Linked DNA regions of Anser cygnoides: all the other regions are linked to region 1. The links are chromatin contacts, called in public Hi-C maps. All regions are on one chromosome and are shown on one strand. Each heading gives the region's core, a stretch centred on a gene start, on an enhancer-like site or on the middle of the called end of the contact. The rest is flanking DNA. Distances are from core to core; before and after follow the strand shown.

Region 1 (4,956 bases), core at 1,755-4,254:
GCAATAGAAGCGGAGCATCTGCATTAGCTTGGTGGGCCCAGTCCCCCAGGCAAGGTCATTCTGGCTTGCATGGAGACACATTAGCGCTCACAGCCTGCTTTAATGCAAAGCTGTGGTCAAATCACAGTGGAGCCAGCACTAAAGGAGGTCACCTGGGGACTACAAAAAGGTAATGAATTAAAGAAATAAAAATCTATAAGCAGATGTTTACTGACAAGCAGGCAAGTCCACATCTTCACTCCGGCAAAGAGCAAGAAGGAAGGGTCGCTTGCGTGGAGCAGGCTGAGAAATAACAGCCCAGTTCCCAGGACACAGCAAAATACTCTGCATCTACAGAGAACACTAAACAGATTTAGGTTACCGCTTTTATCCATCCCGCATACCAACCTACCCCCTCCCAGCTTTGCAGCCCTAAAACCCACCAGATCTGTCATTATTCTAGCACTCAGAAATGGAGATTTGCCACCGATTCCAGGTCTATGTGATTTTCGGTGGCACTATTAAAATACTTACCCACCTCACAGGCAGAGCTGTGAAAGCTTAAATTTGTGTGTGTTTGCAAATGATTTTGAAAGCCTTCCAAGGAAGGTGCTGTAGAATTGTAAATCCTTCCCATTATTAATAAAATGGAGCTATTGTTCCAGCTCTAATCAAGACTTGTCTCCAGCTGGGCAATTTTAAAATGCAATTCAAAGCGCGCACACACACACACACACAAAAAACGATCATGAGGAAGCTTCAACCCACAGGATACCGAAAAAAAAAAAAAATCATTGAAACAGCAAGCTGTTCGGGGGGGGCTGGGGGGGATAAAAAATAATAACGCTGCTATTTAAAATGAATTCCAAGCAGAAGCACGTTGGGGAGAGGGGAAGCCTCTCTCCCACCGCCTGGGAAAGGTCACTTCTGCCATCAGCAGCAAAGCCTTGCTCCGCAGATCAAGGCTGCAGCAGCGCATGCAAGCGAGCAACCCCATTGCTGTAAGCCCAGCCTCATCCATCTCCATCAGGAGACATCTCTGCTTTTAATTTATTTAGCAAAGGGGGAGGGGGGAAGGGAAGGAAAAAAAAAAAAAGGAAAGAAAAAAAAAAAAAGCCTTGCAAACACCTCCCAGCACCCCCTTCAAGGATGGGGAGATGTAGCAGGGGGGAGAGGCTCGGAAAGAGGCTGCGAGCCGCCAGAGCCCCTCCGAACCGGGGAGGGAGGGAGGGAGGGAGGGAGGTGGTGCATCCTCCTCCTCCTCCTCCTCCTCCTCCTCCTCCTCCCCCGGCGGCAGGACCACGCCTGCCCGGCGCTGCGGCAAAGGCTCCGCAGTGGGTGCTCCCCTCCCCCGTGCAATTTCCTCCGCTGTAGAAACTTCTGGAATAAGCAGCCAAGCTGGGGAGAGGAGAGAAGCCTTCCTACCCACAGAGGGGAAAAAGAAAAAAAAAAAAAAAAAAAAAAGAGCGAGCCGTAGAGCAGATAATAAAAGGGAAAGGAATGCACAAGGACCGGGGCACGGCTCTGCCTGCGTGCACAAAATCTCTGTGTACACCGTATGTGCCCGGCGCGGCGGGGTTTGCAGCCTGCGTGGCTGGAAACAAAACGCACCAACACAAAAGCACAAAAAATGGTGGTGTTTGGAGCGCTAGATGGTGGAATAAAGGAGCTGATCCCTCCTCCCGGAGCTACAGCAAAGCCCTGCCACTTAAGTTGAACTAATTTGTCCTCTCTTTTCGGTACAATGAATTGTCTGATCTGGACTATTTGATTGCATTTGCAGCTTCAGTTACTGGGGTTTGTTTTTCTATTTTTTTTTTTCCATTTTTGGTTCTGTTTCATTGTTTTCATTTTTTATTTTTCTCTTTTAATTAAAAAAAAATCCTCCCCAAATATCCCATGGAAAAATCTACATCTCTGTGGAACAAATAAAACATTCAGGCACAAACTTCCATCATGGACTGTTAAAAAGAAATGGGTTGCTTTTTTCTTTTTTTCCTTTTTTTCTTTTTTATGATGGCATTTTTTTCTTCTGCTTTTAGGATATATTGTAGTAGAAAGCCAATGGAGGAAAACACAGGTAATATATATATATAAATATAAAATCAAACATATATACGGGCCAAAAATGGAGTAATTATATGTAATTAAATCATAGTGTTTTAGGTGTGTGGCTTTTGTTTTATATTCTGTAATCTGTCCTTGGAAGAAGGACATATATAAATATAGATATATGTAGAAATAAAAGAACATCTGTATGGGCCTAAATCCGTAATTCTAGGGAAAAAAAGAAAAAAAAAAAGAAAAAAAAATTGTAGTAGTATTTTAGGTGTGTGGTTTTTAACAAAGCAGGGGCAATGTTATAATGTAACAATACTGTGGTGCAGAGAAAGGTAAGACAGCATTAACTGAAAAAAAAAAAAAAAAAGAAAAAGAAAGAAAGAAGCGTACGTGGTACCTTGGCTGCAGCCTCCAGCGAGCATTTGGATGTGACGGGGTGTTTTTTTACGGTATTACCACGTCTGATCACACCAAGTATATGCTTTTAATTACCCGAATGGCGGGCAGGCTGTCGTGCGGAGCCAGGCAAGCAGCGGCTTCTTCCCCGCGCCCCTCCAGCTCTGCAGATAAATCACTCCTCGGGTGTTTTGGGTTTTCGGTGCCTTTTTTTTTTTTTTTTTTTTTTTATAATCACGTTTGGGCATTTTCCACGCTGTGAGGAGAGCGAGAGGCGGTGGCTTCAACCCCTGCGAAGGAGAAAAAGCAGTGGAGGAGAAAGAATTAGGCATAGAACTACCCACCTTGGGGTGCGTGTGTGTGTGTGGAGGGGGTGGTGGAAAGAGCAATTCTGGCCCCAAAATCTTCACGCTCTGAGGGAAAAAACGCCCCAAATGGGTCGGTGCTGGCGGGCTGTGGCGTGGAGGGACCACGGGGGCGATGGCGGCGGGGGGAGGCCGAAGCCGCCCCCGAGGCCGAGTGGAAACGCACATCTCCGGGCATTTTCGCGTCCTTTTGCAAAGGCGGAGGGGAGAAGGGGGGTGCGTGAGGAAGGCGCGGGGGGAGCTCGGGTTTCACCCGCAGCGCTTTCACAGCCCGCCTGGAGGGGCCCCGCACGCCGGGGGGGGGCCGCTCGGCCGTGCTCCTGGCACGGCTTTGCCCACGCTCGCCGCCCCGGCCCCGCGCCGCCCGTCCTTCCCCCCGCTGCCCGCCCGGCGCCATTTTGTCGCCTGGGCGCCGCTCGCCCTGGCCTGGCCGGGCGGCCATTTTGTGAAGCGAGCGGCGGGCGGGGCGGCTCCTGCAGTACCGCGGGCGGCCGCCACGCGCGGCCGAGGCGGCGCGCTGGTGCCTGAGGCGGGCAGCCCCCGGCCCCCTCCTCCTCCCTCCTTTGTGAGGCAAATATCCTCCTTTTTCTATTTTTTTTTTCTTCCGTCCGCAAAATGGGGAGGCTACGTGGTGCCCTTAAAACGCCAGGGTCGGCGAGAAAGGGAGGCGGCCGGCGGCGGAGGGACGAGGCCGATCGTCTCAGCACACTCCTGCCTCGGACGAAGCCATCTGCAGGGGCGCATAAAGGAGATTAAAGTCTGTTCCCCCGGCTGGGCCGTGAGGGAAAGTTTAGCCGCACGGAGAATTAAGGGATATATTTATTTTTAGGAGATATCCCCCCCGCCTCATGCCTCCAGTGATAAATCACCGAGGTCAATGAGCTGCCCTGACAAACGCCCCGCTGCTGCAAAATGCAGCATTACCCCCGAGAGAAATCTATCCCAGGCTTTACATATATTTTTTTTTCAACAAAATCCCACACCTATGGGCTCTAATCAACACCCCTGCAAAATAAAGAAGAAACATAAGCTGCTTGAAGTCAGGTCCAAGTGAAAATCGTTAATTCACAGCCAGGAAACGGGGCTGCAGGATGCTGTAATTGCCACTGATGCGATGAAGTAAAGCTGGGATATAAAATGTCAAAGCCCTGCTTGCAGACATGTGCTATGCATCTATTTTCAGAAATAGGGTGGTGGTTTTTTTTTCCCTTTTTTTTTTAACAGCGTATAATTTGCAGGCTGGTAACATGCTTGCATAACAGGCTGCATCGATTTCGCCTTGCGTATCAAAAACACTGTATGTGTTAAAAATAAATCCCAGCACTGGGTATTTAGGTGACAATCCTAGCCTGATCCTGCTTTGGGATCCTCCCATAAACATATCTCAGCCTGGATGGCTTGCTTTTGCAGGGAGACTGGAAAAAAAGGAGAATAGTGCACGGTGTTTGTTTTTTTTTTTTTTTTTACATCCTGGCCGTGCTCCAAATTCTGAAGCTGGAGACATTGGAAACATTCAGGGCTTGCACTGCTCCACTTATTTTTAACCCAGAATGATTCCGGCTGCTTTTCATCCTTCTACCTCAACCAGACCACATTTCATGAAAGAGCTGTTAGCTTTTCAGGTTGCACTGAATCCGGGAAGATGCAGGAAATGCGTCCGAATGGTCTGCCGGAAAGGAAAACGCTGCAGCAATCCGGCTGGGATATGGTTGTAATTAACTCAGGTCAACCAAAGGAAAAATCCAGTTCTTCAGCTCTCTGTCCTGTTTAAAAGGAAAACAAAGCATCACCATTAACAGCTTTCTAGCCAGCAATGCCCCCTCAACTGCTCTAGCCTCAGTTTTCCCTCCTGAGAACTGACCCATTTTGCCACAGCGTTTGCTGGTGGCTGGCTCTCGTTCCCCGCTCCCCGGTTGCTTTCCATGGCCAACAGCACCTTGGAGGCGGTGATGGCAGAGGGAAAGCATGTGAGGAATCCGGCTCGTCTCTCCCCCTCTGTCCGCCGCCTGCTTTTCACATTTCTCACGGCTGATGGGGCAGTTTCCAACCCGTTTCCCTTTTCAGACTTGCTTATGCTGCACCAAAATCTTCAGCTTACAAACAAAACCTGTAAGAGGCGCAATTTGTTACAAACCAAAACCTTGATCACTGATTT
Region 2 (4,956 bases), core at 1,061-3,560, 48 kb after region 1:
TACTCAAAGGCAGCTATGGAACCAGGTATCTCAGCCTTCAGCGCTGGCTTGCTTTTGTCCCAATTCCATCCAGTCTCGAAGTGGGGTTTCCTTCTAAAACAACTTGACCACTGAGAATCCACAAACTCTTCCTCAGGTCTGAAGCTGAGAGAAGAAAGCCTATTATTTGGCCAAAAAGCACTGCAGAAAGGTACACACATTGTCGCAAACACATCCAAACCCTCTGCTCCACAAATCAAACCTGCAACAACAGCAAGAGTAAGGAGTGATCTGCCTACACAGCTAGAAAGCTTTTGAAATCAGAGATAATAGTTGGAAAAGTCTCCACACCTCATGACACAACCCCAGCAACCAGGAGTCATTACTCAAGAGGCAGGGAGCAGAGGACGAGCGAGATGAGGATCTCCCAACGCACAGCGAGGGTGTGGAGAAGGCGTACCTGTTCCTCTGACCTACTATCTTATTCTTCCCACTAACACAGAGAAAAGGAAAACGTCAGAGAGTCAAGGGATGAAGACAGACAGGGAAATGCTGGGAAAAATTAGCGATTCCATTGCTGAAGGGAAGCAGTCTCCCTGAGGAAGCAGAATTGCATCCCGGGGTAAAACACAGGGGTGTGCCAGTGCTGGACTTTTGCCATGTGGTTGAGCTTGGTTTCACCGGGATGGTATTAATAGGTCCATCAGCCTGATGTCTCCTTCGTTTCCCTGAGCTTTCCTACTTGGAACTGAACAGGAAAGCAAACTGGCAGGACTGAAAAATCCAAAAATCCCTCTTCGCTGCTAGACCAAGACAGCAGTTGGCGGAGATCAGTGCAGGTCAAGGCAGAGATGTCTTGGCAGAGCTGTAGACAAGGAGCCTTCCTCAAGTACAATAATAACCAAAAACCCCACCATGTTGATTTTACAGCATTTCCAAAGAAGGATCCCAAAGACTTTCTGGATGTAAATAAATTGCGTCCAACAAACCCTGAGTGGAAACTAGCGTATCCTTATGTACATGGGGAAACTGAGGTAGCAAGGTCAGAGCTTCAGAGTATCATAACAGAGCTTGGAGCCAGACGAACATCCCGTCATTTCCAGGTAGATAAGGGATTCACCCTAAAAATGAATGTCCTTTAAAAATTAAGGATGGAAACCAGAGGACAGGCTCACCGACAGAGGAAAAGAGAGAGGATGGGAGAGGTTTGCGCATCCATCCTACATCCAGGAGGTAATGTCAAATCATCCCTTCCTTAATTGTGCTGGAAATTCACTCATGATAGTCTTCTTATAACAAGTTTTCATGGGTGAATCTGTGTCAGGACACGTTGCAGATCACAGAAAAACGCCAATTTCAAAAGGCAGCAGGAGCCCAGTAACTGGAGAAATGTCAGCAAGTCCAGAAGGCCTCCTTTCCCCCAGGACTTGGAATGAAAACTGAAACAAGGCTGCCTTCGCTCCCCCCCAACGCAGCTTGCGGTTGCTGGCCTTTCTCTAACAAGGCCAGAGCTCACGGTTGGGCCAGGAAGGACAAAAAGCAAGGCCCCAGCCCAGAACTTCCCACTCTCTGACTGCCCCAGACACAGAGGAGGTCCCCGTGAAAAGGGAAACCCCAGCCTGGAATTGGGAGCCCCACGGGGAACCCCCGCACGTCCCTGACAGCAGGGACACAGAGGAGGCCCCGGGGTAACCCCGGCTGCATCCCTTTGGGGGGTGCAGGAGGGATGACCAAGCCCCCCCTCTGCCAGGGGGCCCCTCAACCCCACTGACTGGGTTCCTCGGGGGTGTCCTTGGCCCCACAGCACCAGCAAAAAGGACACCTCCAACCTCAGACTCCCAGCCCGGGGGTCCCTCGGGGCATCCCCACACAGATGAACCCCTAAACGCATCCTCCCCCCGCGGTCCTGTCACAAAGCGGCGACCCCAGACCCGCGCCTCGGGCGGGGGCGGTCCCGCAGGGATGTCAGAGATGTCCGGGGGAGCGGGGGTGTGTGGGACGACCTCCCCCCAGCCCCACGGCGGGGCCCCCCGGCCGCAATTTAGCGGAGGGGGGGGGGTCCCCAGGGCCGCCCCGGCCGGGGAGGGGCCGCCCCACCGCCCACCTTCTTGACGGAGAGGGAGATGTTCTCCAGGATGCGGTCCTTCACCTCCGCCGGCTCCATGGCGCCGGCTCCCGCCGCCCTCCGCCGCCGCGCCCGCCCGGCGGAACCCGAGGGCCGGGCCGCCCGCCGGGCCCGCTCGCCGCCCCGCCGCCCCCCGCCGGCCGGCTCCGTCCTGCCGGCTGCCCCGGCCCGGCCCCGGCCCGGCCCGCCGGCTGCGGGGTGGCGGCCGCCGCCGCTTCAGCGCTCCATGGCCGCGCCGGGGCCCCTCACGGCGAAGCGGGGCCGGCGGGGAAGGAGGGAGCGCAGCGGGGCCGAGCGGAGCGGGGCCGGGCCGCACTCGTGACGGCGCCGCGCTCCGCCAGGATCTGAGGTCAGGGGGGAGGAGAAGGGCCCGGCCCGCCCCGCAGCCGGCGCCCGCCTCCCGGAGCCCAGCGGTGCCGCCCCCGCCCCAAATGGCGGCCCCGAGGAGAACGGGGCGGGGGGCGAGGGGATGAGGGGGGGAGCAAGGGGCTGGCGCTGGGTCCCTGACGGCCCTGCATGAAGGCAGCGGACACGAGGGGAACGGTTGGGTAGTTGGTGAGGGGACGCGAGGGGCGGTGGTGCTGGGCACAGTGAGGTGACGTGAGGAGGATGGGGGGAGAGGGTGCTGGGTCCCTCATAGCTCTGGGCTCAGCAAGGGCACACGAGTGAAGATGACACTGGGTGCGGGAGGGGAGGTGGCGTTAGGTCCCTCCTGACCCTGGGCTCGGTTAGGGGGCACAAGGGGACAGTGAAGGACCCAGTGAAGGGGAGATGGCGGAGGGGACACGAGGAGCAACTGCGTTGGACCCTGTGAGGGGACTTGTGGGGAGGGGGCACCGGGTCCCTCGTGGCCCTGGCCTCAGTAAGGGGGCGTGAGGGGAAATGGCGTTGGGTGCAGGGAGGGGAGATGGTGTTGGACCCAACGAGGGGACGTCAGGGAGATGAGGGGATACAGGGTGACAGTGCTGGGTCCCGTGCAGCCCTCTGAGGGGACTTGTGGGGAAGATGTCAACTGGGGGCCCAGTGAGGGGTCAAGGGGTGGGGAGCGTTGTGTCCCCCAGCCTGGGAACACAAGGCAAGGTGGCTGCCAGACCCCCCTGCATGCCCCATGGCCTTGCTGTGCTTCAGGGCCTGGCAGGGGCCAGTGTCAACAGAAAGTGACGTTTTGTGTCACTACTTAGTGATGTGAGGGAAAAACAGCAGGTCCGCGTAGCACCCAACCACCAAGGGCCACAGCAAAGCTTCCTCTCGTCCTGCAGCATGCATCTCCAGCAAAAACAGAGATAAATACAGGATCCCATCTCTTTGCTCTCCTAAGGTTTGTGCACATGGTCGCTTGGCAACGTGGGGCCTAAAATGGGCCAGATGAATGTCCCTCAGAGGCCAAACCTGCGTGGGCCCCTGCCTGCCACCACCACGGGGGATCAGGCTAAGGGTCCCAATGAAAAAAGCATCAAAACCCATTGCCCATCTCCCACTGCTGTTCAGCAGCCTTTTAATACCAGCCCGTCAACACATCAATGTCATTTATCAATGTGGTGGGCCCTGGTAGGAGCCAAAAGCAGTCACACAACTGATCATCAGTCTGTAGAGAAGGAAATTTGTAAGATGAGTCCGCAAACGTGAAAACACAAGCAGCAGCTGTTTTGGAGGGCTGGGAACAAATAAATACAAGCCCCAATAGCCATCATGGGACAGAGTGAGGAGTTGGTGCAGGGTGCAGCAGTTAAGCCCAACTGCTCCTAGAAAGGGAGGATAAAGAAATAAAAGATAGAATTAGTAATAAACCCTACTCTTGAGATTCAGGTGAAAGGCTCTGATGCAACATTCAATGCTAATAACTGAAAATAGAACTGAAAGTAAAAGCAGTTAAAAAAAGGAAAAGCCAGCAGCTCTCCACAAGCGCATTCCCTGCACCATTCACAACACTTCCTCTGTAAATAACCTGCTGGGAGGGAAGGGATGGGCTGAGCCAGAGCTGACGTGCCAGGTCAAGTCTGGCCTTTCCTGCAGCTGCTGCGGGAACAGCCCAGCCAGTTTAACAGCTTTGGAAACTGTGGGAGAAACTCCCAGGGAACGAAAGAGAGCGCAATTCATATGCACTTGGGTTAAAACAGAGCCAAAGCATAGAACTCTTATTTTTCTCAGCTCCCCCCAAGCCCACCAGCAGCAGGAGAAACAGAATCAGTGCACCGTGCAAGCCCCCAAAAGGATCAGAGCTTGTGACTGCAGATTCTCAGCACACACGGAAGGAAGCGAGGGCTCTCCTGCTGAATGGTCACGACCAGAACAAGGTAAGCTCACGTGGGACATTACAGAGGGTCAGAACCCCACTAAAAAAAGTGCACACAGCTACTGAGTAGCAGACCTGGGCATGCAACATCTGAGTCTGATCCCTAAAAGGATGCTGGAGAGACCAGCAAGCTAGTGTCAGCCCCTTTGTAGAAGCCAAACCAGAGCCAACACAATTTCATTATTTACTGGTATACTTTAGCATTTAAAGCATGATTGAGGTACAAGGAAAGCATGCTGCACAGCACCAGCCAGCAGTGAAGTGCTGTTTGCATTCCTGATTGCTCTGAAGGCACTAGACACAGCACAGCATATGTAACTGTAAAATCCCATAGTATAGACTTCCTGGTCTTCTACAGTTTTCCTGGATGTTTTGAATGCCCCAAGTACCTGTTCTACTCCAAGCCCTTGTCCTGCTTCCCACGCAAGCACAAAGACATTGTTAGCTTTGACTGCAGCTTCTCTGTCCAGGTTTGGCATAGCTGGGCCTTACAGCACTTAGTGCTTGCGCCCCACAGAAGGCTGCACAGTACAGCAGGGAGTTTGCAGATACCTGTTGC
Region 3 (4,956 bases), core at 915-3,414, 38 kb before region 1:
CATCTTCGACCTTTAAGATGCGAAGGGACACCGTGTCTATGCTTTAATGGAAATAAGTATGACTGAACATAGACGCCGGCTGGATTTTTCCTTTGATCATCATAATGACTGGTATTTCTTCAGGAAGCATTCAATACAGCCTTCCTCTTTTTCTATTCATTCCCCCATGTGAATATTCATTAGAAATTATGAAACTGCTTATTATTCCAAAGGTCTTTACGATGGGAATTCTCTCCCCTACCTTTTGGTGCCTGTAATGCCTGTGTCTCCATCTGAGCTGTCTAGACGCTCTTCATCATCCGTGTAGACGAGCAGGCACTTCTAGACTACGATGCCTCTCATCTATTCTAACCATGATTCACATCCTAGACTTATTTCTCTCCAAGAAAGAGGAATCTGGCCCACTGACACAGAGGGAGGTACCCAGTGCTGTGGAGCCTATCGCACTTGGTGGTTTCCCTGTTTCGTTTGGCTTTTGGGGGGTTTTGATTTCCCTTGCTCTTACAGAGTACTGCAGGAAAAGAAGAGGAGGCTGATTCCTTCCTGCCCTTAGCATCCCTCAGACTAAGCCTTGCTTCTGAGAAGTAACACAGGCAGCTTCAACTTCCCTGACCTCAGCTAATTCTTTATTTCCCTCAGCCTACTCAAGATGATTAAGCAAAATACTTGGAAGGAAATCAAAGCCTTAAAAACGCAATTAGAAGTGACCATTTTGTTAATACGCGCACACAAACCCGAAGTCAAACCCCATCTACCAACAAAACCAGCCCTTCCTCGGGCCTCAGCACACCTCTGGGAAGGAAATCCAGGCTCCCATGGCGTGCACAGGGACAAGGAAACATGCAGCACAAAACTCATGAGGACAATGTCTCCCGTGATGCCTGCGGGAGCAAAGCTTTCGGTACGGCTCAGGTTTTGCCCACCGTTCCTGAAAACCAGGGTAGAAGACCTGATATCGCCAACCATCACAGCAGACTCCTGCTCCTACGGACCTGCCGCTGTCTACAGGTGATTTGGAAATGTCATTTTTGCAACACGGCAAGTATTCCTCCCCAGCACAGGAAGCTGAGGATAAGGAAAGTTCACACAAGGTTCTGGATTCAGCTGCCACCATCCCTGTACTCAACCTCAAATGTGCTAAGCAAAGACTGATCTGATTGCAAGCAGCCTTACAGCATTAAAAATAAAATCTCTTTAATGGGATGCAAAATAGTGAAGTCATCGGAGACAATCAAAATAGTTGTCATTGTTATAACAGAGGTACTTTTGCAGGACCCTCTTCCTTTGCTTCCAGCCCCACACAATGCACTTTAAAGACTCCCAACGTGAAATTTAAATTAACGAAAGAGGGCAACCCTTCTCCGCCTTTAGAGAAATCCAATGCACTTGGAAAAGGCGGCAGCAGCAGATAAACTTCTGGGCCCTGCTGCAGAAACGAAACTTACACACACACACGCTGACAGACCAGATTTAGATCAACTCCTGCAAATTTACGAAGGGGCTTAATTGCTCTGTTATTTTGAGCCAGCAATTAACAGTTATTATCGGGACCGCTGGGGGGGGGGGGGGGGTATTAATTGCAGCAAAATGTCCACGGTTCTTTGGCAGCATGCAAAACCACATTCAAACACGACGATGTGAACATGTTTAAGGATTTTATTACACAGGAAGAATTTCAGGGGGTGTTTCAAGATGTTTTTTTCTTTCCACCGCATCCCACCCACCCCACTGCGCAGGGGTCCTGTCACAGGGCTGGGCAAGAGCCTCGGGCGGCCGAGTTTGCAGGGCCAGAACCCACCCACCCGCAGCGGCAGGGCCGGGCGCGCAGCCCCGCGAGGCGAGGCGGCCTTCGCTCCCTCAGGCCCACAGGCGCCATTTCCATCGGCCGGGCGGGAAGCCCGCCCCGGGGGCGGCGCGGCACAGTACGGCACAGTGCGGGGCCCAGCCGGCCGCCGCCGGCTCAGACCGGTTCTGAGGCACGACTGAGCCCCCCCCCCTCGGCCCCTCTGGCCCCTCGCAGTATGGCCGAGGCAGGCCTGCCAGCACCCAGTGCTCAGCACAAGGCCGCGGGCCTGATCCTGCCTCAGTCGTGGGCGGCATGGCGGCAGCGTGCTGGGCGCTGAGGGAGGGCTGCGTGCGTGTCTTCCGAGCCCCGCAGCACGGCCATACCTCCCGCTGCACAAAGCGGTTTCGAGAAATCCGACGCGCTCCCAGAGGTGAGAGCGCGCGAGAGGCCACTGCCGGTTATATTTAGACGAGCGGCCACGAGCAGCAACGCCGAAGGACGAAGTGAAACTGCCAGGCAGCCAGTGACAAAACCCTGAGACGGTTTCAGTCACATTTTTTAATTTTCCATGATTCGCACTTCCCTCTACAGAGGGATCAAAGCAGTACACGGCTGGATGTGAACAAAAGGAAAAGACGAGGTGTTTCGCCAGGCTCTTACTGGGATTTACTGTTACCTTTGTGGTATTATAAAAGGAGGCTTTCTACTCCGTGGAATTTTTTTGTTTTGTTTTTAATCTGAACCCAGTTCTGTTTCCCATACAAGCAGGAATGTGCTCAACCCCTGAAGCTTTTCACCCTACTGGAAGAGAGATCCAAAACACTCAGGCTATCTCTGCGGTGCCTTTTCAGTACAAAATTTATGTGCAATTATTTAACGTCAGCAAAGGCCACCTCACAGATTATTAAACCAAGACTCAACAGCTGCCTTTAACTTACTTCTCCTTATTTTTCAGCTGTCCCCACCAGAGGCATCTCTCAACCCACTCAAAAACCCGAAATCTCCCCTCTAAGTCCGTGATTCATCACTTGCTGGCAGACAAACTGAGCGGAAAAGAGGAGGTGAAGACAATGGGAGGGAAAGGTCCACATTATGTAATGAAACCAAATTCACTTTCTGCTTTCACTTCAGTTGTTTAAATGCACTAAGAACCCCCCAACAAATAAAATACATGGGAGCCTCCATGGGAGGGTTCACAGAGCCTGTTTTTCCCATCATTAAAATTCTCTTGGCAGCATTTTTCATCAGTTTATTTCAATATTAAGACACACAAAATAACACATACGTATTCCGAACTGTAACTCATCGCTCCAGAAAATATTTCATCACAGATTAATCTGATTAAAAAAACACAACATCTAATTACTTTATGAAAGCCTTGCCCATTCGTCATTAGAACTTTAAGTATAGATGTCACAACCATGGAAAAAATCCATTTCCAGACATCTGTCTGCAACTTCTTACAACAGTTTTAATTCAGCACTTCAAGAATGACTACGCTCTCCTAAATCTTGATGAAACTTTACATCTATGTTGCATTTGCTTTTAGAACTCCACAGAAAGCTCTACTTTATGGTACAAGCTATAGCCAATTATTCATCTAGTAAATCAGTATCCTCCAATATCCTCAACATCAGACAACCAAATAAGCACCTTAAAAAAAGAGGGCAGAAGGAAATCTCAGGTCACTTAAATGTAACTTACACCCACATGCACATGCAGTATTCGCACTTTCATATTCTGGAAACCACCTATAGGAAATCAAATAGTTCTGCCAGGATTTTGTAAATAAGTTTAAATTCCATTTCAGCACAGCACTTCACCGTGTGCTCAGCTTTTAAGAGCAAAACGTTCCACTGCTCTCCGTGCCATGTGATTCAATACATTGCTGCAGCAAAGCTTTAAAAATAATCACTAACACATGGAACAGTAAGAAATGTGTAAAGCCATTTGACATTACAAAACCGAAAAAAAATGCACAGAACTTTTTTTAGCTCATTAGAACACCTCGACGAGCAGCCGAAAAAGAGCATTTTCTACAAAATACAGGGGGAGGGGGGATTCTTTCAGGAGGTTGGGCAGGGCACGAGCAAAATCTGGTTTACTTCCTATGGGATTTCATACTTTTCGTGCATATTCAGCTTTTTCCATGACACAGTACAAAAAGTATGTTTGCTAATATATCATTTGTGCTGCACGTTCAAATCAACAAAATGGAGAAAGCAATGCTTCTAGTAGTAGTAAATGCAAATACAATTTTCTAGGTTTTTTTTTTTTTCTCTTTCAAGGAGATCGACAAAACCCAAGGCCCCCTTTCTGGTAACACATGGGGAATGAGAAACCTCACGTGAGAAAACTTCACGGCGCAGGCCGTGTCGCTCAGCCCCACGCGGGTGCCAGGCGCAGGGTTCCCGTAGGGCACTTCTCCCATCCCGGCCCAGTGGACGGCTTCCAAGAGGCCGCAAAATGCAACAAACGAGAATAACGCTACGGAGCATCCTGAGCGATTGGCATTTCTGGAAAGGCCTACACCTACATTAGTTTTGTTTTTGTTTTGTTTTTAGTGGTTCACACATCAAAAAAGATGGAAAGCCCTGCTTCAGAGAGCATGGTTTATTTTGACTGTGTTCTTTCTGGTCTTATCTTCTAAATTATTCCTCTGCAGTTCCCATTACAAATCCCCTATAAATGCCTCTGAATATACATTTAAAATGAAGCTTAGCTGAGATCAAATGCAACTCCAAACTTTTATGAAATAAAGGCTTTGTTCACTTTTTTAAATAATCTGCTGGAGCATCTTTCCTCACGTTATTATCCAGGAAAATCTTCACCATTTAATGGAAATCGTATTTACTTTACACAGCTCTTAGAAAACCACAACACAAGGAATGAAGCCCAGACTTCTCCTTCACTACGTTTCTGCTCCTTTTTCACAGGACCTAAGGGATGGTGCCACGCAAACAAAATTCCCAGGAGTATTTAACGCCCTGAAGTTTTCACAGGCCCCAACAATTGTCCCTGAAGACTTCGTGGCCATGGCTGGGTGACACACCTCTCTAGGCAAACACAACTCCTCTCGCCTTTTCCACCAAGGGAAGAGACTCTAGCAACAAAGTTCTTGAACACAAACAATTACAGAGCAATTCAGTGTCAGAATGAAATGGAACCGA

What was found. Hi-C and Micro-C count contacts between places; a contact is called where the count stands out from the background.
Region 2: a contact with region 1 is called in a Hi-C map of liver, with 5 times the contacts expected there. The contact joins the promoter of PLEKHM2 here to the enhancer-like site in region 1. A contact is called at or near these places in 2 of 7 Hi-C or Micro-C datasets (both in liver).
Region 3: a Hi-C map of liver shows a contact between it and region 1, with 4 times the contacts expected there. The contact joins two enhancer-like sites. A contact is called at or near these places in 4 of 7 Hi-C or Micro-C datasets (fetal liver, granulosa cells and liver).

The regions. Positions count from the first base shown.
Region 1 is chr23:811,084-816,039 of Taihu_goose_T2T_genome, reverse strand. No RefSeq gene overlaps it. Among named protein-coding and RNA genes, the nearest start is that of FBLIM1, 9.5 kb to the right of the region's middle. Within about 2 kb of position 3,004, at least 3 of the 3 cell types and tissues checked have open chromatin away from gene starts, as enhancers often do. A contact at or near this core is called in fetal liver and liver, where this site is marked.
Region 2 is chr23:762,889-767,844 of Taihu_goose_T2T_genome, reverse strand. PLEKHM2 (pleckstrin homology and RUN domain containing M2) reads right to left here and starts at 2,310. Exons shown (of 19, transcript XM_066981975.1): 1 at 2,084-2,310. The coding sequence starts at 2,143. LOC136786857 (a long non-coding RNA gene) reads left to right here and starts at 2,506. Exons shown (of 6, transcript XR_010826321.1): 1 at 2,506-3,422; 2 at 4,253-4,398.
Region 3 is chr23:848,334-853,289 of Taihu_goose_T2T_genome, reverse strand. All of the region lies in intron 3 of SPEN (spen family transcriptional repressor), which reads right to left. Among named protein-coding and RNA genes, the nearest start is that of SPEN, 26 kb to the right of the region's middle. Within about 2 kb of position 2,164, at least 3 of the 3 cell types and tissues checked have open chromatin away from gene starts, as enhancers often do. A contact at or near this core is called in fetal liver and liver, where this site is marked.